Regions from separate parts of the Xenopus laevis genome. Here region 1 is linked to region 2. Evidence: chromatin contacts called from public Hi-C data. All regions are on one chromosome and are shown on one strand. Each heading gives the region's core, a stretch centred on a gene start, on an enhancer-like site or on the middle of the called end of the contact. The rest is flanking DNA. Distances are from core to core; before and after follow the strand shown.

Region 1 (4,113 bases), core at 869-3,368, 110 kb after region 2:
TATTTCCTTGCACTTAAATGTCTCAACTTCCTTTGCATGGGAGACTTTATTTCTTGGTACTTGTGTACTGTCTCTGCTTCCTTTGCATAGGGGAGTGTATTTTGTGGTGATCATGTGGTTGTCTCAGCTTCCTCTGTACGTAAAAGTGTATTTCCAGGTATTCATATGGGACGGTCTTTACTTCCGTTGCATGGGGGAATGTATTTCCTGGTACTCATGTGTCTCTCTAATTTCGCATGGGGTAGTTTATTTTCTGGTACTTTTGTAACTGTCTCTACTTCCTTTTCATGGATTCTCTACTTTGTCTCTACTTCCTTTGCTTGGGATGGGGGAGTGTATTTCCTGGTACTCGTGTGACGCACTACTTTTTCTGCATGGGGGAGTTTATTTTCTTTGCATGGGGCAGTGTATTTCCAGTGTCTTGACTTCCTCTGCATGGAAGATTTAAATCCAAGTACTCGTGTGACTTGTCTCTCCTTCCTTTGCACAGGGGAATGCATTTTGTGGTGGTCATGTCTAACTCCGACACCTTGTGTATTACTCCCTTCCCTTTAGACTGTATGTCTATGCATAGGGCCTTCCTCACCTTTTTGTACCTGTATTATTTGTGATGTTTGTTTCTCCATATATATGTAATTCATGTGATGTAGTTGTATAATCACATTTACTTTACAGTGCTACGCAATATGATGGCGCTATATAAATACATGTTAATAATAATAAATACTTCTTTGGAGGAGTTGTCCTAGAGGTTAAGTGATCAGCCTTTGATGTCATACTAAAGACCCTGGTTCAAATCCTTGTGGCAACTCATTGTAACCAGTATCCTGGCTACTTAGTGTGTCTATAATGGCTGCCTTGATTGCTGCAAAGTGCTTTGAGTCCTATGGGAGAAAAATAAATATTTCCTTTTCTCTTTCCCAGCACCACCTTTATTCCTTACTGAGCATGCTCCCAGACCTGAAGCTTTGCTAGCAATAAATGTATATAGTGGTAGCAGCCGCTCTGAAACAGACATAATTAAAGTAGTAAAGAAACACAAGAAACAATTAAGGTCTGATTGGTTGCTACAGGCAACTGCATGGGTGCAATTTAACACATATTTAGTAAATTAGACTCATAATCCATGGCAAAGTATTTGACTAATCTTTCATTGAGTGTATAAAAAGGCAAGTTCAACCTCATTACTGAATGTGCTTTAGATGTTGTTATGAGTAGGGAGTGCTAATGGGGGGTTTGTTATTATAGCCCAGTTGCCAGTTATTGGTGAGTGAATGGGAGGCAGTATTTGTTGTGTTAATAGTTAGAGCTGACACTGCAGTTAATGAGGGTCACTAAGGAGCCCCTGGGCGCTATACAGCAGCACAGATCACATGGGCTATGACGCAAGGAAAAAGACGCTTTGTTAGTATCTGCCTCCCCCTGGACTTCTTATTGGCCCTAGCGCCCACGTCAGCAGCTGGAAATTCTATCCCAGGTTCCTCCAGTCCGATGAAATATTTTTCCCAAAGCAAAAATCTGTTTGTCATGTCAATGATGTAACAGAAGCCAGAACTCTGGATAGAAACCATGTGGAATTTTATCACTTTATTTTGCAAAATCCAATGGTAACACAACAGTGACAAATCCTTCTATGGAAGTAGAATAACAAAAAGGCAATTCCAAAGTCCCATAGAACTCGATCCACAGTCTAAATAAAACTTAAAAGCAAATAATGGCCAGGGTAAACTGAAGTGCAGGAGTCGTTTCCTCTTTCTCTCTCTCTCTCTCTCTCTCTCTCTCTCTCTCTCTCTCTCTCTTTCTCTCTCTCTCTCTCTCTCTCTCTCTTTCTCTCTCTTTCTCTCTCTTCACAATGTGAAGTCTAGTGAACTCTACTCTCCTTGTGGCTCTTTTCATGTCCCTATTGGCCGCGCCTCCCAGCAAGTCCCTATTGCTATCATGCAGGTGTGGGGGAACTTATTGGAGCCTGGGTGCCTGGCAGGATTGGACTGGTCTGGTGGGACACCAGGAAAAAAACTGGTGGGCCCCAGCTCTCATGGACCCTGGTGGCCCAGACTAGATCAGTGCGCTCCCTGACCTCCTCCCTGCCTAATCGTTAAGAGCAGAGAGAAGATGTACTCGCTGGTACGTGTAGGGGGCGGAGGGGTGTTGTGGCTGTAGAAGGGGCCGTGGTGGTGGTGCGTAGGCCCAAATGATGCAGCCCCAGTGGGCCCCCAGTCCGATGCTGGTGCCTGGAATACCAACCCCTACTGGTTCTATCCCACCGCCACTCCCTGTCTCACCATAGCAGAACAAAAACCAGAGGGTAAAGGGAAGGAACCAAGAGGAGAGATGAAGAACACCAAGTGACAATGACAACTGTTTCCCCTTTAAATCTAATTGTCCTGACTCCTGGGCGATGAGTTAGTGTATGTCTATGTGACTATAATAGCAGCCATTTGGCTCCTTCTAAGTCCTGAGTAATTAATTAATCTCTGTAGGACAGACAGGCATAGCTCAGTATATTTCCCCACCATTTGTGCTGGGAACCTCTTTCTGTGTTTTATTCACAGTACCATTCTCACTAGTTGAATTTAGGTGGTCCAGCCTGAAGGCCAGTTAGGATGAGATTTGGGGTGAGTGCTTATTTGAGCCCTGGATACCCCTGGAACTATAGCAGGGTGACTGTTACCCCAAAGTTTATATCTGTAGCCTTATTATGAGCTAAGGGAGCCCAGCCTGAAGGCCAGTTAGGGGGAGATTTGGGGTGAGTGCTTATTTGTGCCCTGGGTACCCCTGGAACTATAGCAGGGGGACTGTTACCTCAATGTTTCTATATATCTGTAACCTTGTTATGAGCTAAGGGAGCCCAGCCTGAAGGTCAGTTAGGGGGAGATTTGGGGTGATTGCTTAGTTGTGCCTTGGGTACCGCTGGAACTATAGCAGGATGACTGTTACCCCAATGTTTCTATATATCTATAACCTTGTTATGAGCTAAGGGGGCCCAGCCTGAAGGCCAGTTAGGGGGAGATTTGGGGTGAATGCTTATTTGTGCCTTTAATACACCTGGAACTATAACAGGATGACTGTTACCCAATGTTTCTATATATCTGTAACCTTGTTATGAGCTAAGGGGGCTCAGCCTGAAGCTGAAGATCTATTTATTTTATTCACATGTACCACATGTAAATGTGAGTTATATGGGGACTAGCAGACACCCCATCTGAGCATTGTTGGGGGGCTCCTATGCACATTATTTTAGGACATCCCATCTGTACAATGCAAGTGTCCAGTCTCTCAGGAAGGAAATAGAAACATCAGTGGGACCCTCCAGCCCCCACCAACGTCAATGCTCCTTTCTCTTCTTGTTTCTGGGTCAGTTCAGACTCAGACAAATATTTGCTTTAACAATTTGTGCATTTCCCCACAATTCCCTTTCTGTGGCTTTTATGGGGCAGCCCAGCACTGAATATGGGCAAATATGACCTTCGGGTGCCCTTGAGCTGAGTGCTGGGTGTATGAATAGGGGATTGCATTCCCCGGAGAAGAGGCTGATGGCCTATGGAAACGAGCTCAGAGCCCAGCTGGATGGGAATCGCTTCTCTGTAAGGGACAAGGGAACATTATTGCCCAAGCACCGAAAATGCACAAGGGAACCTCAGGGGCAACCATGAAATAGATAAATAGATAGATTAGATAGATAGATAGATAGATAGATAGATAGATAGATAGATAGATAGATAGATAGATAGATAGATAGATAGATAGATAGATAGATGATAGATAGATAGATAGATAGATAGATAGATAGATAGATAGATAGATAGATAGATAGATTAGATAGATAGATAGATAGATAGATAGATAGATAGATAGATAGATAGATAGATAGATAGATAGATAGATAGATAGATAGATAGTGAATGAAATTGAGAATGGATGATGGTGTGTGAATGGCAGAGAGGAAGTATGGTGGGAAAGTGAATGCAATAGAGGAAGTATGATGGGGAAGTGAATGGAATAGAGGAAGGATAATGGGGAAGTGAATGGAATAGAGGAAGGATGATGGGGGAATGAATGGTATAGAGGAAGCATAATGGGGAATGAATGGGATAGAGGAAGGATAATGTCTCT
Region 2 (4,372 bases), core at 1,306-3,805:
GGGTAAGCCAGTGCCTATAGCATACCTCCCAACTGTCCCTTTTTGGGAGGGACAGTCCCTCTTTTGACAGCTCAACCCGCAGTCCCTCATTTGTACTGGAAAGTCCCTCTTTTCTCTGTACTGAACAGCCAGAAAAAGAAACAAAGTTTCTCACTTAATTGGCTTTTAGCAGAGAGCCCAGAACAGCTAACAGGTGCAAATAAGATGCTTTGTAACAATTTTGAGACACAAAAACACAGTTTAGATAAGGAGAAATATTTTCAAACTTTCATAACCTGCCAAATTTTGTAAAACAAACATGGTAATTAGGGGGTGTGGCAACAGAAAGGGTGTGGTCAAAAAATTGCTGCGCTACATGCGGAAAAAAATCTTTTGTCCCTCTGTTTACTTCCAAAATGTTGGGAGGTATGCTATAGTAGCAGTGGGATAATAGTCTCTAGGAAGGGAGTGTGGCTGTGGGATAGCAGGTATAGTAGGGAGAGATGGAGTCTATAGTAACAGTGGATAATAGTCTCTGGGAAGGGAGTGTGACTGTGGGATTAGCAGGTATAGTAGGGAGAGATGGTGCCTATAGTAACAGTGGGATAATAGTCTCTGGGAAGGGAGTGTGACTGTGGGATAGCAGGTATAGTAGGGAGAGATTGTGTCAATAGTAACAGTGGGCTAATAGTCTCTGGGAAGGGAGTGTGACTGTGGGATAGCAGGTATAGTAGGGAGAGATGGTGTCTATAGTAACAGTGGGATAATAGTCTCTGGGAAGGGAGTGTGACTGTGGGATAGCAGGTATAGTAGGGAGAGATGGTGTCTATAGTAACAGTGGATAATAGTCTCTGGGAAGGGAGTGTGACTGTGGGATAGCAGGTATAGTATGGAGAGATGGTGTCTATAGTAACAGTGGGATAATAGTCTCTGGGAAGGGACTGTGACTCTGGGATAGCAGGTATAGTAGGGAAAGATTGTGCCTATAGTAACAGTGGGATAATATTGCAAAGAAACTATGGCTGTGGGAAAGAAGGTATAGTAGAGAGGGATTTTGCCTATACCAAGATAATGTAACTGCCTTCAGCCTAGAGAAATACTTATTGTTTAATGGGCACATTACTTACAGACAGATCCCATCCACATTTTAAGACCACTTAGGACTATTTCTTTGTTTCACTCTCACTAACTTTGTATAAACAATCTGAGCAAAAAAGTAGATTTTGCCCACCCATGAGGCCTGCCTTCTTTCCTTCATAGGGTGGTTAGAGGTAGAAACAACAGCAGTGCTGCTATATCTATACATCTCCTATCTGAATGTGCTCCCTCTTTACACTGCACATAACAGCGGCTGCCATGTGCTTTGGGTGCCTCTTGTCTTCTCCTTTGTGCCATTGTGAATATGTTGAGGTGTTGAGCCTTAATGGTGGTGGGAATAAGAAGCCTTTATTTGCCCTATGGTAACTGCACATAATGGTGAGTGTGGAATGCTAGCTGAGCCTGGCTGAGGAAATGAGATGTAATCACCTGGAACACTAGAGATTAGGCAAGAATGGGCAAAGGGCCACACTGCTCTTCTCATGAAAGGAAAGACTCCTGATGAGCTGGTTATCAGCATGCGATTACATGGAGACAAATAACTGCCATTGTTCAAACGCATTCCCCATCCTCTCATACCCCCTCACATTTCCCTTTGCTGCTGCACACTGGCAACACCTTCTGTTTGCTTAGCCTCTCCATTGTTCCTTTTAAAGGGGACATGTAGGGTTTTTTGACAATCCCGCTCATCATGTAGGCTGCATTTACTGAGCTTTAGGGATCCTTTAAAAATTAAACCTTTAAAAATTAACCCTTTATTGGAGTTTCCCATAGATCTTCTCTGGTCCATGAGTTACAAATGGGTGGTGGGCGTGTCCTACGAGTCTTTGTGGGTAGACAATCACAGCTCTGACTTTACATAGTAAACAATGAACTGCAGTCCTGTTAGGTCTGCCTAGCTGTTAATTGGCTGCCACTTGTTCTCTTGCAAAGCCTTGAAAAGCAGCTCATAATGTTACATTTCTTCTATAATTGTTCTTGATCCGATATATCCCTTCTTGTTTACACCCTCCATTTCTACAGGTAACCCCCTCCTTGAACTCCATAAAACTTACACTATATTGCCTTCTACTGGCCAATATAACCCTCCCAGTAACTACTCCTATTGCTCTAGATAAGTCTAGCCTATGTATAACCAAATCCTATAAAGCATCCCCTATAGCGTAGCCTGAACTGATCGTGCTGTGAATACACTGTACATTTCTTATTGTTTCCCATGCAGAAAAAGCTGTTGTAAAAGTGAAATATACACGTTACTTACACAAAGGGAGGATCAAATTCTGATAAATAACCATCTCAATACCTGACATCCCAAAGACATACTGAGATACATTTAACCTATACAGTGCGCCACAGCTGAAACACCAGGGAAAAGCATGAAGAAAGTGGCCCCAGGGAGCAGAGGGACAGAAAAGCAAGCAGTCTCCTGGTGCATAAAACAGTGTATAATGTATGGAAGAAGGTCAGGCTTTAAAGCATGTGGAGTATTTTAGAGCGCCAAGAAGGGAAATTGTGCTCACTATGCAATTAATAGCTCTGGGACGGCACCTGCTGGCCGCTGGACTCAGCAAGTGTATTTATTGGGTCCCAACAATGTAACTTTCTTGGCATGTTATTTCATGGTTTATAAAGCTCATACATAAATATAGGAAAAAGCCAAGTGTGCATTTTTTTGTAAGCATTAAAGAAGAACTGAAGGTATAATCACTAGGGTGATAAAATCCAGATCAGCAAAATCCGATGGCACACAGGACTACAGGAATTCTTCCAAATTTTTTATTATAAAACGGATTGCAAATGCAACGTTTCGGGGAATAAAAATCCACTTTGTCAAGTGTTTTTATTCCCCGAAATGTTGCATTTGCAATCCGTTTTATAATAAAAAATTTGGAAGAATTCCTGTAGTCCTGTGTGCCATCGGATTTTGCTGATTTGTATCCTGTTGTGAGGTGGCCGAGCCTCTACCCTTGTGCACCAGGCGTCTCTTATCTTCTACAGGGTGTGCGTGGTCCTGCACTGCTTTGAACCGTGATAAAATCCAGGACACTGAGAAAAAAACTGAAAAGAAAATTTTTTATAGTAATCTCCAGAAAGCTGCTAGACACCTCAGCCCTAGCAATTGCTCTGACTCCATGTACCTACCACATCTGCATTCTGTGATATCCTGCCTTACAGGCTAAATTCACATAATCTTTTATTTTTTTTAGCAGGGTGCCATCAGTAATCTTGGGGTCCCATACTACTAATTGTGGCTCACTGGAGGTTAGCACCCCCTCACTGTGCCACAGAATAATGATGTAATGAAACAATGTCTTGAGCTTAATGCCGCCCTTGATAATTTGTGGGGCACTAACACCTGAGGCAAGATTCTTACCTTGTCTCATGGTAGAAGCACACCTGACCCCAAAAAGAGGAACAGTTTAGAGTCTACCCCTGTATTACTGAACTGCCACACTGAAACCTTAGAGAGAGATAAACAGTTAAGTGTCTGCCTATGGATTGCTGAACTGCCACACTGAAACACCAGAGAGAAGAACAGTTCAGTGTTTGCCCATGGATTACTAAAACTTCAGAATGAAACACAAGAGACAGGAACAGTTCAGAGTCTGCCCCTAGAATATGGAACTGCCATACTGAAACCCCAGAGACAGGAACAGTTTAGAGTCTGCACCTGGATTACTAAACTGTCAGACTGAAACACCAGAGAGAGGAATAGTTCAGAGTATGACTCTGGATTACTGAGCTGTCAGACTGAAACCCCAAAGATAGTAACAGTTCAGAGTTTGTCCTGGATTACTAAACTGCCAAATTGAAACACAAGAGAGAGAGGAACAGTATAGAGTAGTCCCCCCTTGGATTACACAGCTGTCAGTCTGAAACACTAGAGAGAGGAACATTTCTGCACCTGGATTTCTGATCTGTTAGATTGAAACACCAGAGAGAGGAACAGTTTCAATTTTGGATTACTGAGTTGACAGACTGAAACACCAGAAAGAGAAACAGTCTGCACCTGGATTACTGAGCCATCAAACAGAAACACCAAAGACAGGAACAGTTCTGCCCCTGGTTTACAGAGCTGTCAGACTAAAACTCCAGGGAGAGAAATAGTTCATAATCTGGATTATTTATTTGGCAGACTGAAATGCCAGAAAAATAAACAGTCCAGAGTCTGCCCCTGGATTACTAAATTATCAGACTGAAACACCTAAAACAGCAACAGTTTTGTGCAGAAACCTAACTGGAGGGGAGCCCCCTCCATACCAGATTATCTGCGCCGAAATCGGCCGATGCGGCC

What was found. A called contact is a pair of places that touch in the nucleus more often than the background predicts.
Region 1: a Hi-C map of the XL177 cell line shows a contact between it and region 2, with 3 times the contacts expected there. The contact joins two enhancer-like sites. A contact is called at or near these places in 2 of 4 Hi-C or Micro-C datasets (the XL177 cell line and the XTC cell line).

What each region holds. Positions count from the first base shown.
Region 1 is chr5L:24,563,458-24,567,570 of Xenopus_laevis_v10.1, forward strand. No RefSeq gene overlaps it. Among protein-coding and RNA genes, the nearest start is that of LOC121393618, 11 kb to the left of the region's middle. Within about 2 kb of position 2,119, at least 1 of the 7 cell types and tissues checked has an H3K27ac peak or open chromatin away from gene starts, as enhancers often do.
Region 2 is chr5L:24,448,411-24,452,782 of Xenopus_laevis_v10.1, forward strand. No RefSeq gene overlaps it. Among protein-coding and RNA genes, the nearest start is that of vegfa.L, 3.4 kb to the left of the region's middle. Within about 2 kb of position 2,556, at least 1 of the 7 cell types and tissues checked has an H3K27ac peak or open chromatin away from gene starts, as enhancers often do.